Regions from separate parts of the Oryctolagus cuniculus genome. Here region 1 is linked to region 2. A link is a contact called in public Micro-C data. All regions are on one chromosome and are shown on one strand. The core of a region is the stretch at or near the end of the contact, and the rest is flanking DNA. Distances in the headings are between cores, read along the strand shown. Region 1 holds the start of WDR1 (WD repeat domain 1). Region 2 holds the start of TMEM128 (transmembrane protein 128).

Region 1 (6,430 bases), core at 1,532-4,031, 300 kb after region 2:
CGGCCTGGGGAGGCAGCGAGGTCAGGTTTTCTGCAAAGTGGGAGGCTGCGGGGCCAAGGACGCATCTGAACACAACCACACCAGCTGCTGCTCAGATCACACCCAGGGCAACAGCGATAAAAGCAGGGAGTGCGTGCGACTGTTTCCTGGTTTTGGGCAACAATCCAGGTGGGGGAGACAGCAGTAGCTCAGATGGGGGTGGAGGCAGAGGAGGACTGAGAAATCTGTCAGATACTTGAATGCATCAGCAGAATGAATGAGGCACAGCAGATAAGCCCAAGGCCCCGGGCCTGAATGGTGGAGTGAGGGGGTTTCCCTTTGGGGGAAGGGCACCTGGGAAACCCCAAGCAGCTCAGGGTATGCTACCGTTAAGGTGCTGTAGGCGTCTGGTCTCATCCTCCCTTCTTCCCTCAGCCAGTGTCCAACCACACCGCCTTCCTTCCATACACTGACTGTTCACGCTCATGTCTCCTGTTTTCCAGGAACACTGGGCTCATAAAAACTGTACCCACCACTGAGGACTAAGTGCCTGGCGTCACACCTGGCACGGGGGGAGACAGACGAGCAGCATCCCCTGCCGCCCTGGCACCCTGCAAACTGACCCGTGGGAAGGCCAGGAAGGGCGGCAAACCTCACAGGAAGGCTCCGGGCAACAGCTCAGGAGGAGCAGGCAGAACGGGTTTCCCACGTCCGAGTGGCCTCCTGCAGAGGGGCCACAGCTTCTCCGCAGAGGCAGCCCCCGCCATCGGCCTCCTTCCCGGGCTGGGCCCACGCTGCTGACTTGGCCCCAGACTCCCAGCACTACCTTGCGGGACGTCTACCTGGGAGTGGCCGCAGACTGCGATGACATGGGTAGGCCTTGTCAGAGACGAAACCACATCCTGCGACTTTGGAACGCTTGGAATGCTTCCGTATCTTCACTAATCTGCTAAGTGACTACCTCCCAGGGCCATCGCATTATTACTTTCTCAGCATCTCAAGACCTCACTCCAGAGACTTCCCTATCGTCCCGGTTCAGTCCTTGGTGATGACTCCCCAGCTGTAAGGCCGGCTGGATCGGCTTTCCAGGAATCTGCCCGGCCAGCAAGTTGTTAGCACCTGCAGAGCACTCACACCCACCCCTCACCCAAGGTGCCCAGCACCCTGGGCGGCGCTGTCTTCCAGCAGGGGGATGGGCAGGCCAGCAGTGCCTCTGACCACGCAGGGGCCCTGCACCTCCAGGCAAGGAACAGGGAGGTGCACAGAGCCCTTCATTCCTGCCATCACCTGTGAGCTCCCAGAGGCCCAGCATGTCTGACCGGAGCCGGCGACCCTGTGGGCCCAACAGGCTGCCCACTTCTGCACCAACCCCACACCCGGCAGAAACCCCTGGAATGGCCGTGCTGCGCCGCCTGCATCCACCCCTCAGGCCCAGGAAGGGAGAGGCAAGGCTGGAGTGTGCGATGCCCTTAGTGGGGGAAGTGGGAAAACAGACTGGGTCGTTCAGAGCATCGCACAGGAAAAACACACACTCGCAGGGCTTCCCGAGGAGCTGGCTCTGGAAGCAGTGGTAGCCTGGGGGCGGGTGCCCGCAGAGAATGATTCACCGGGATAAACCGGTTCCTGTGTTCCCTCTGGGGCTCCGATCCACAGTGTCTGACCAGGCTGGAGTCAGCACTGGGCGTCAGCCTGGGCTCGGCCACACTGGGGAGACCCCGGGCGGCAGCGGCATTTACCAAGCGCTCGGCGGCCTGTGCCAGGCGCCGCGAGGGCCCGGGCAGGCCGGCGGCTCCTTCAGTCGCCGGGGGGAAGTGGGGATCGTCGCCTCATCACCTCCCTCCACGGCCGGCCCCAGAGGCCCAGGCCACAGCCAGCAGCAGCTGCCGGGTCTGTCCGACCCCTCCCCCCAAACCCGGAACCCCTGCCTCAGTTTCCCCACTGCGATTGAGAACTTAAACCCAATTCCGGGGCTCCTGAGCGCGGCTCCAGGGCCGAGGGGCGTGGCGTCCGCACCTCCCCAGGGCGCGGGGTGCGCGGGGAGGGAGACCCCATTCCGGAGGGAGCCCGGCGCTGGGGGCGGGCGCCGGTGGGGGTGGGGGTGGGGAGGGCACTCACGTCGATGTTCCTCAGGATGACGCACTTGCCGTTGGTGTACAGAAAATTCTCGCCCTTAGGGTCGCCCCCGAGGATTTTGGAGACGCCCCTCTCCACCTGCGGGAGGCTGGCGAACACTTTCTCTGCGGAGACAAACGCGGCTCGTTAGCGGCCGCCCCCTGCTCGGAGGCTCGCAGCGGGCAGCGGGCAGCGGGCAGCGGACCGGTCTCGGCCGGTCACCTGTTGCCGCCTCCGGGAGGGGCGGCCGCCACTTCCTCCGGGCGCAGGGGCCGGCGCCACTTCCTGGTCCGCGCTCCCGGCCCAAGCCCTCGGGGGGCTCGCCGGCCCGACCCGCTGGGCCAACTCTGGGGCGACCCCGGCCGGGGTCGGGGGGCGGCCGCCGGGCACCCCGAGGGCGGGCGGGCGGGGCGCGCCGCCGGCCTCTGCGCCCGCAGCCCTGGGCGCCCACCGCGCCGCCGCCCCGGGGCCGAGAGCCGGGCCGCCGCTGGCGGCCGCCAGGGGTGGGGGCCCCGGCGCCCCGCGCCACTTACTGATCTCGTACGGCATCCTCGCCCACTTGTTACCGCGCCGCGCTAGCCGAGAGCCTCCGGCGCCGGCCCGCGTCGCCAAGCACACCTCGCCGAGGCCGAGCCCGGGGACAGCGGCCGGAAGGCGGCGCTGGGCGTGCCGGGCGCGGAGGGGGCGGTCCCAGGCCGGGGCTCCGAGGCCGGCTGGCTCCTGCCCTCGCGCGCGGCCGCCGCGGACGCTCCGAACCCGGAAGCGCGGCCCCGCGCGCGCGGCTCGCCCCCAGCTTTGACCATATATAGTCAAGCGCTCGGCTCGGCGGCCGCCGCTCCAGAGCGCCTGCGCGGACGCCGCGCCCCGCCCCCGGCCCCGCCCGGCCCGCCCCGGAAGTGACGTAGCGCACTCGCTCCGCGGCCCCGTGAAAAGGCGGTGCCGGCGGCCCTGGCGTCAGAATGGCCTTGGGAGCGGGAGTGGGAGGCTGGCGGCGGAGGGCTGGGTCGGGCGGGCTGCGTGGGCCTGTGCTGCTGAGCTGCTGTGGGGTGGCCGAGCCCGCCGGGGCCGCCTAGGCTCCTTGGCGCCGGTGTTGGCGTAGCGGGTGGATGTGCTCGGCTGAGCCCCGGTTCGGGTTCTAGGCCAGAGGGTGCTTTTTTTTCACGACCGTGACTGAGGAGGGAAGCAGTAGCCTTAGGGGTGTTCACTGAAGACGCTTAGGTGAAGGGGGTGTAGGCTCCGAGGCAGCCAGGGATGTTTTCCTCGTGGAGGGAGCGGGCGGGAGGAGTGGGCGCTCTGGGCCTCAGTTTGGCGGTAGGCTGGGTGCGGGCTTTTCTCGGTGTGGGTGCAGGGGACAGCAGGCGGGTAAGGCACCCGGAGCTGCTCAGACGTCCCCAAACCCAGCCTCGGGTCACCCTGGGTTTGCTCTGCTCTGTCGGACCGGGAAGTCTCGTGCCACCTTGGAAGCGTGTCGAGACTCGCCATGTTCACCACAGTCCTTAACCACAGAGCTGGGTGGCGCTCGCCTGAGATCGCGGGGGTTTGCTGTCAGCTTCCCGGCTGGGGCTGCCTGCCCTCCCGCTCTGGTCTGTTTTCCAAAAAACGAGCCGGTGAGCCTCGTAAACTGGGCCTGCTCCCCTAAAGCCTGTGCCCTGGGCTTGCTAGGGAAAAGCTGTTCTGCCTGTCCCTGGGTTCCTCTGCCTCGCAGGCGTGCCCAGGTGTGCGCCTGCCCCGAAGCCTGGCGTGCTGGTTCTTTGCCTGGACCTAGATTCGCTGGGATGTACCCAGCTGACTAAAGCTCCTTCAGAGATACTTCAGTGCTCAAGCTACTTGGAGTGTTGCCTCCTCTTCACCTTAGTTTAAGTCTTCAGAGGTAGACGACTCCTATCTGCTGAGCCATTCCCAAAGTGTCCCCAAAAGACGGGGCTAGGCCAAAGCTGGGGGCTAGGGACCTAGTCGAGGTCTCCCACACAGGCAGCGGGAGTTACCTGGGCTGTGGCCTCTGCCTCCTAGGATCAGCATCAGCAAAAAGGTGGAGTTAGGAACCGAGCATTGAAAGCAGGTGCTGATACGTGTTGCAGGTGCCTTAGCTAATGTAAGTGCCCAATCTCAGCCTTAGACGGCGGCCTTCCCGCCCCCGCAGACGCTGGTTTGCCCTCTTCCCCTTGGATGCCTTGACATGTGTAGGTGCTTAAGTGAATGAGCCCACTCCTTGCCTACAACCCTTGATCAAGAAACGGTGAACGTGAACACCTTGTGAGCTGAAGGACCCAAGTTAAGTCTCCCACAAAGGATGAGATTCCTGCAGCAGAAACGAGACAAGCCCCCGTTTGCAGACCACTTAGCTGCACCGACCACCTTAGACTGGTGTACAAGTGCTACAGCTCCATCTACGGTTGTTATATGGTAGTGGTAGGAGGCTGACACACCAGCTCGTGCTCTGCGAGCCGGGGACCTTTGCGTGTGAAGCCTTGTTGGAGGTGACACTGTTGAAAGCGAGACAAAGCGAATGTGGGCAAACTGTTCGCAAATCCCTGGCAGGAGGCTGGGATTCATGGCTTATTTTTAGCTCAGGAGGAAATTATAAGTTAGAAGCTAAGAAAAACGTGGATGGGGAGTGCTGGAGTAACTGCTTAACAAAGTGATGTAGGTGTCTAGAGGCAGTGTGAACTCGTCAGGCAGTTCTCCAGGTCTGGAATGGAGGGTGCCTGGGGTATCTAGTGCCTCGCTGTGGGCGCCCTGTTGGCCCGGGTCTCGGCTGCAGCGGCTCTGCAGCCCCTGGCTGGTGCCAGCTGTGAATCCAGCCTACTCCTTAGGTTCTGTGGTCCCCACCACACCTGTAAGGTGCTCACTGATTGCGGAGCCGCATATATAGCCGCATACGTAGCACAAAGCCTGATGGATCACAGCTGCCCGTATGGGCCCCACTTCTGCAACGGTTATGTGCTTCCTGGTATCTGCTGATGTCTGAGAGGCGTATGCTCGGGTCAAACCACAGACCAAACGCACCCACCTCCCCCTCGATCCACTGCAGACTGCTCCAGGGTGTCTTCAGAAACCACAGCAAACCTACTCAATCCCACCTGAAATCCTGTCACTCTAAATGCCTGTGTCACGTACAGCACCTGCCTTGAGCGGGGCAACTCCTGGCTTCCCTACGTGTTTGCAGAACTCCACTGCAGCCAGTGAGCAACCTTGAAGCCTTGACACTAGGGCTCTCTGCTTAATCCCGAGTGGTCCTGCCCCCTTGACCACACGTGCCTTGGGGCTGCTGCACCTGCAGTTCCCAGCCCATCTGTGACCCCCTGACTTAAGGCCAATTCCTCCGACTAGACCTTTCAGGCAGGTACCTGTTCCACACTCATGACTGAGTGCTGGATCAACTTCTATTTCTCCCACTGCGCATGGGAGAACAGCGCGCGTTTGTTTCCTAACCCTTACTACTAGGACCCACCAGCTCTGAATAACTTAGCTCCCATGTGAGGGAGTGAGCAACATAAGCATCCCCTGAGCTTGGATTTAATTCCAGAGCATAAACTAGTATTAGAACACCTGATGCGCCTGTTAGGTTAACTTCAGGTGAACTAGCTCAACTACGAGTTCTATAACCCTTGATTGGCCTCAGGTGATACAGGGGCCCCTTACATAGCTTACCCCTGGAAGAGATGGGCTGCGGATCAGTTCTGCCAAAGCCAGCCGGACTGTGACGGCCTGCCTCACCAAGTCCTGGGAGCAGCCCCTCCCCCCACATGGCTGCCAGTGAGCTTTCCTAGTGGTCTTGACCTGCTAAGGAGTGGCTGCCGGTGTCCGTGGGTCAAAGGTGTGAGGTCTTTGGCTGTGCTCTGATCTACAGTGTTCTCGGCAGTCTAGGTTGGTTCAAGGGTCTGTTTGATTAACTGAGGAGGAGTGGTGGTGAATTTGGTGCAAAACTAGCTACAGGGCACCCACCTGTTGGAATCTGGGGGAGGGCCTGGGGCTGTCCTAGAAGGGAGGACCCTTGCAGAGCTGGGCCGTCATTCCAGAAGCCCTAGGGCCTCTGTCACCCATGCCTGTGACTGACAAGATGCCTTGCCTGTGTGAGCCTCTACAGAAGGTTCGAGTCCTGAACTCGGGATTACAAATCCTAAGATGAGAAATAAGTGAATTCCTACCCCATGCGAGTTTGGGCTTACCTGAAATTACCGTTTGTAACTGAGCAGCCTGTCAGGGAAGTAGGTTTTTGGCAAACGGGCGGATTCCTCACCTGTAGCCAGTACTACACTGACTTTCAAATATCTGCAAATCGTGGAAACCTGTGCCTGAACTCGCCGTTTGAGGCTGTCTTGCAGAGCTGGTAAACAGT
Region 2 (6,593 bases), core at 3,586-6,085:
CTCTCTGCTGTGGCCTGGGAAAGCAGCGGAAGATGGCCCAAGTGCTTGGGCCCCTGCACCCACGTGGGAGACCCGGAGGAAGCTCCTGGCTCCTGGCTTTGGATGGGCACCACTCCTGCCATTGTGGCCCCCTGGGGAGTGAACCAGCGGGTGGAAGACCTCTCTCTGCCTCTGTAACTCTGCCTTTCAAACAAATAAATCTTAACAACAACAACGAAGAAAATAACATGTTTATCACAAGTCTTCAACCTGGAGTTGAAGAACGCCCAGGTCAGAGCCACAGATCTTATTGGCTCCAAGCCGAAAATCTCAGCACTCGGCCCAGCTTCCAAAGTAGCCACCGCTGTGGCCAAGCAGGGTCAGTAACAATCAGGCAGAACGGTAAATTTTCTGTTACGGATGCCACCTGCCTTCCCCTGGCCAGCTCTCCTCCCAGGCCAGTGAGGTAATGGGAGTCAACAGGGCGCCTTCCCCGAGGAGGTTCATACCTCCCTTAGGATGTACCCCATGTGAAGAGAGAAGTCTGGGCTTCATAACAGACAAGGTCTTAAAGCCTACCTGATTATTACCAGACCTCTCTGTCAGTTTCTATTTGCCTCTCAATCAGAAAACATAATCGTAGTTTAGACAGCAGCTCTCTTACAATAATGACTCTGTCCTTTGTTCTAGATGCTGTCTAGCCCCCTTGGGGCCTCACTCCTTTGTAATCACAGCCTCTACTCTAACATCAGTGGCTCTACTCCTGACCTGTGTATTCATGGTCCTCTCCCCCACTTAATGTTGTCTGATTGTTTCTCTACAAACCCCTCTACACGCAAAAGATGAGTGGCCTTTCTCCCGGTCTTGGCTGGAATCAGCTTTAAACCATGTCCATCAAACAGTCTTCACAAGGGTCCAGAGGCCCCTCCACTGTGGGGAGCAAACCGGACTAGACTGTTACTGGAATTAAGACTTATTCTATGCATCTGCTCTCCCACAATATGGCGCTGGGAGAGAAGTAAACAGCTTCCGCACAGCTGCCTCCAGTTCAACTAATAAACTGTAGGACTTGCTCCTGATTGGAGGAGAGCAGCGTGCTCGGCGTGTGGGCAGCCGAGTTAGGATTGGCGGAGGAGGACTATAAAGGAGGAGAGAGACGGCATGCACCGGAAACATCTATGGGGAACATCTAAGGGAACCCGTGCAGCCCCCGAGAAAGCCGGCCGGCGGTGCGCCGCTCCCCTGCGGAAGTGGGGAATGCGGCCGGGGGGAACTGCCCTTCCACGGAGGTGGAAGGGATAGTAGCCAACCCGGGAAGAACCAGCAGCAAACCCGGGGAGGGCCGAGCAGACGAAAGAACAGCGCAGGGTCCTGTGTCGTTCCTCCACGAAGAGGGGGAGCGACACTCCACCCCCATTTCCTCTCCTCTGTGAAATCCTCTCATTTCTTGGTTAATGCCACTGCTAGGACTACTGGTTGCTCTTCTCACCCTGTCACTTTATTTATTTATTCATTTATTTATTTTTTACAAGCAGAGTGGACAGAGAGAGACAGAGAGAGAGAGAGAGAGAAAGGTCTTCCTTTACCGTTGGTTCACCCTCCAATGGCCGCTGCGGCCGGCACATCGCACTGATCCGAAGCCAGGAGCCAGGTGCTTCTCCTGGTCTCCCATGGGGTGCAGGGCCCAAGCACTTGGGTCATCCTCCACTGCACTCCCTGGCCACAGCAGAGAGCTGGCCTGGAAGAGGGGCAACCGGGACAGAATCCGGCGCCCCGACCGGGACTAGAACCCGGTGTGCCGGCGCCACAGGCAGAGGATTAGCCTAGTGAGCCTCGGCGCCAGCCCTCACCCTCTTATACTACCGGGTCGGCTTAAGTGTTGACAGCAGGTGATAATGGAACAAACCAAGGCCTTCAGCAATTAGGCGGTCCACCAAATGCCGCTGCAGATCTACTCGGCTCCCCACCACGAGACAGCAGCTTAAGACGTCGCCCCATGCCAGCAGGAGGTAGCTCCAAAGGCAGATCATTGTCCCTCTACCCCTCCTGGACTTTTGGGGCTAATGTAATCCCATACAACTCTTGCTTTATAAAAAACAAAAGGGGGCCGGCGCCGCGGCTCACTAGGCTAATCCTCCACCTAGCGGCGCCGGCACACCAGGTTCTAGTCCCGGTCGGGGCGCCGGATTCTGTCCTGGTTGCCCCTCTTCCAGGCCAGCTCTCTGCTGTGGCCAGGGAGTGCAGTGGAGGATGGCCCAAGTGCTTGGGCCCTGCACCCCTGGGAGACCAGGAGAAGTACCTGGCTCCTGCCATCGGATCAGCGCGGTGCGCCGGCTGCAGCACGCCAGCCGTGGCGGCCATTGGAGGGTGAACCAACGGCAAAGGAAGACCTTTCTCTCTGTCTCTCTCTCTCACTGTCCACTCTGCCTGTCAAATAAATAAATAAATAGAAAATAAATAAAAATAAAAAACAAAAGGGGGAATGTTAGTAAAATGGCGCAGTCTTACCTATGGTGCCATCTACACTCCGCACACCATCCTAGCTCTAGCCCCTGCAGCCACTGCTGGAAGCCAGGTGACCCCATGGCCCAACCTGCTAATTCCTGGAAGAGAAATATGAACGAAGAGTGGCTGCAGCCCAAGCACCAGGAAATACTGACCAGGAGGTGAGCAGGTGCAAGATCTTGAAGGCCAAGCTATGGAGTCGTGAACAGCAGGTAGCCTTCCTGAATGCATACCACTGGCCAGGGACTAGGCTAAGCCACCTGTGTACATCCACCCGCACTCTGGTTCATGCTGCTTCAGACGCTGAAACTGATATCCAGGAAAATGAAACAACACACCCAAAGAGCCACAGTGATGGAGTCAGGGTTCCGTAGGCTGTAAACACCTCGGACATAACCATATGGCTAACGGAACCAGCAAGGTCACAGTCAGATCCACTGTTCTCCCTACAAGTAACCCACACTGAAAATGTCTGCACTGGTAGCAATCTGATCTCTATCTATAATTAAGGTGCCACAGTACACACATTGAAGAACTCACTGAATGGACCCCAACAAAGAAGATGTGGTCATTAAATACTGGATTTTTTCCAATCTGCTTTTAAGTAGCATCAATAAGGTATGCAAGTAGTGCCATTTAAAATATCAGGGGGAAAAAGCTGGACGGATTTCAGCTCCAAATACAAAGGCCCCGAAACCACCGAAGGGGGAACTCGATCTGACCTCAACATACCGCGCACGGAAACCCCGGGGTGGCTGGGGGGCTCCCGGGAATATCTGGTTACGAGGGAGCCCCGGCACTGACCTTTTCTCGAGGAGAAAGATCAACAAGACTGTTCGATGGGACGAAGTCACTTCCTGTTAACAAGGCTTCTAACCCCGTACAAGAGAAAGAAGAAAAAGGGGCCAAGACCTCGGCTGGCTTTGAAGAGATGAAGCCCAGTTTAGGAGTTTGCAAAGAAAAAGAGCAGGAAAAAAAAGGAGGGATTGTTTAGAGGCCGCAGTCTGCCGGGCTGTGAGTCTCTCTGCTCCCAAGGGTACAGGAAGGTTGAAGGAATTGCAGAAATGGGCCGCTAAGAACTTGACTTTTTTTTTTTTTTTTTTTTTTTTGACAGGCAGAGTGGACAGTGAGAGAGAGAGAGACAGAGAGAAAGGTCTTCCTTTGCTGTTGGTTCACCCTCCAATGGCCGCCGCACCGCACTGATCCGATGGCAGGAGCCAGGTGCTTCTCCTGGTCTCCCATGGGGTGCAGGGCCCAAGCACCTGGGCCATCCTCCACTGCACTCCGGGCCACAGCAGAGAGCTGGCCTGGAAGAGGGGCAACCGGGACAGAATCCGGCGCCCCGACCGGGACTAGAACCCGGTGTGCCGGCGCCTAGTGAGCTGCGGCGCCGGCTGACATTCTTCTTAAATATTTTTTATTACATTCCTTTTACAAACACCCACAACACCCAGGAGATATGGAAGAGCAGCCTACTAGCTAATCCGAAGTTCACGTCCGCCGTGGCTTTTCGGACTACCCTACCAGCCCTGTGTTCCATCTCCTTCAAGCGCTCCCCTTGCTCCTGCCCGCACCCCGCAGAACAGACTTCACTGAGCGCTGCCATAGCCCCAGGCGCACCCTACTGAGGCCACCTCCTCGGCCAGCGCCACCCACCACCATCACCGCTGCACCGCCCGCAGCTGCCCGTGCTGCCCGGAACTCGGGGCCGGGGGAAGGACGCCCCGTGCACTGCGCCGTCCTGCAGGTCGGCGCTGCAGCCGCAGCTCACGGGCAGTCTATCCTCACCGCCTAGCATTCCCAGCGCACAGTGGGCGCTGAGCAACACGGCTCGCCAGGGGACAGCGGGAGAGCCATCGGGATGACCGTTTGACAGAAAGCCGGGAACCGGCGGACACGGCTTCTGAGCGCTGGGCGGCCGGGAAAGCACCTTAGTGCCCACGGTCCGGAGGGGACACGTTCCCCCAGGCGGGACAAGGAGCTCTCCCACGAACCACCTGAGCGCAGGCAGGTCCAGCCTAGCGGGCCTGAGAGCAAAAGGCCCAGAGAGGGTCATTCCTGTCCCCCACGGGGTCAGAGGCCCGGTTCGGGGCCCCCTCTCCCTCCTGGGGCTGCCTTCAGCCCTTTCCAGTCCGGCTGGGCGACTCCCCAGAGGCAGGAGTAGGAAAGAGGCCGGGGCGAACGTCCGTGCCTGCTCCAACACCGGGAGGCCTGGGCAGACTCGGGAGCCGGGCTGCCCCGCGCGCGCCCACGGGCGTCGGCCATCTTGGTTCCTCTGGGCTTCCGTAGGTCGGAAACGCATCAGCGCCCTAAGGACCCGGGAAGGCTAGCAGTACCCAAAACTTCAAATCACGCGTGGGATACGAGCCTCGCACCCACTAACGCCACCCCGCCGCCTCCCCACGGCGACCACCGCTTACCCCGCCCCCGACGCCGGCGCCGGAAGTGCTGTGCGCCGACGTCACTTCCGTCGCGTTTCTGGGCGGCGCCAAGATGGACGCTCCGTGGGCCCGGGAGCAGCTCCGGCGGCGGTACCTGCTGTCGTCGGACTCCGCGGTCCCGCGGGACGGCGAGGGCGACGCCAGGCCGGGTGAGGCGCGCTCCGAGCCGCGCCGAGGTTCCCCCGGAAGCGGCCGGCTCCACGGGCCTCCCGGAGGGGCCGGGTTTCATTTCTCGGCTACAAAGTAGTTTTTGCAAGTCGGGTATTTAATGTCACGAACGGGAGGCTCACGCAGCCTTGCACTTCTTAGTCCCGCTTCAGCATTTCTGGGAGCGCCTGTGAGGAGATAGCCGTTAAAAGTCTTTTTTTAAGAAAAATTCGGAGTGAAGGTGTCCACCCCAGCATCTCTTAGTAGCAAACGACTGGGGACACCCGATTTGCCGTCGGTGCGAAACTGGTGAAATGAGACCGCCCCTGTCCGTCCGGGGCACGCGGGCAGGCGTCCGTGTGCCGGCTGTGGCCGATTTCCTCAGGGAGATGCAGAGTTGCGTGTGCTGCGTTCACCGGGAGGCCACGGGATGTGCTAGAACGCAGTACAAGTGACAGTGGAGGTTGCCCCGGGCTGGCTGGGGAATTGGGGTGAAGGTCGGGGCATTTCGTTTTAGATCTTTTGGCCCGTACGTTGTGAGCTGGGTCCACGGCAGCTTTGGTTTCTGCATTCTGGGTGTGTCCCCAGGGTCTCTGTTAAGATCAGTTTGCGTTTGCGGGCATCTGATGGGTCTGCTAAAGGCCCAGGCCCTGCGATGGGCACCTGCGGTTCTTCCTCGCAGTGAAAAAGGGCAGCTTGTTAATCGCCATCTGACCCGGCCCAGCCCCCCAGTCTTGCCGAGGAAGTCCCAGGTGGAAGAAGGGACTTGTTGGCACCTGTCTGGACCGCCCTGCGCCGGCCTGAGAGATGTGGCGTGCCTTTCCCATGTTTGAGCTGACTCAAGAGATTACGTGTGTTTAAAAATAATTTAGAGGCCGCCACCGCGGCTCACTAGGCTAATCCTCCGCCTTGCGGCGCCAGCACACCGGGTTCTAGTCCCAGTCGGGGCGCCGGATTCTGTCCCGGTTGCCCCTCTTCCAGGCCAGCTCTCTGCTGTGGCCCGGGAGTGCAGTGGAGGATGGCCCAGGTGCTTGGGCCCTGCACCCCATGGGAGACCAGGAGAAGCACCTGGCTCCTGGCTCCTGCCATCGGATCAGCGCGGTGCGCCGGCCGCAGCGCGCCGGCCGCGGCGGCCATTGGAGGGTGAACCAACGGCAAAAGGAAGACCTTTCTCTGTGTCTCTCTCTCTCACTGTCCACTCTGCCTGTAAAAAAAAAAAAAAAATAATAATAATTTAGATGTGACAAGTCCATTTTGTGCTCTGATGTTTATCTCTGCTTTTTTTTTTTTTCTTAAGACTCATGACTTCTTAACTTTCACTCAGGTGAAACCTAGTTTGAAGAGCTGTACACTGTGAATAGCATCGTTATTTCCAAAAGACTGACAATGTGGACGTTACCTGCATTGAACATGTTTTATGCAGCCTCCTATTGGTTTGTTCTGCATCTATATTTTTTCTGCATTATGCGATGGCATAATGATTTTACAGAGCGATTTGGTGCTGTAAAGGGAGAGACTCTG

The links. Hi-C and Micro-C count contacts between places; a contact is called where the count stands out from the background.
Region 1: a Micro-C map of ear pinna shows a contact between it and region 2, with 4 times the contacts expected there. The contact joins the promoter of WDR1 here to the promoter of TMEM128 in region 2. A contact is called at or near these places in 2 of 6 Hi-C or Micro-C datasets (ear pinna and an unstated tissue).

Annotation. Positions count from the first base shown.
Region 1 is chr2:5,162,197-5,168,626 of mOryCun1.1, forward strand. It overlaps WDR1 (WD repeat domain 1), which reads right to left and starts at 2,782. Exons shown (of 15, transcript XM_070069578.1): 1 at 2,625-2,782; 2 at 2,095-2,216. The coding sequence starts at 2,640.
Region 2 is chr2:4,858,468-4,865,060 of mOryCun1.1, forward strand. TMEM128 (transmembrane protein 128) reads left to right here and starts at 4,836. Exons shown (of 5, transcript XM_002709352.5): 1 at 4,836-5,074. The coding sequence starts at 4,978.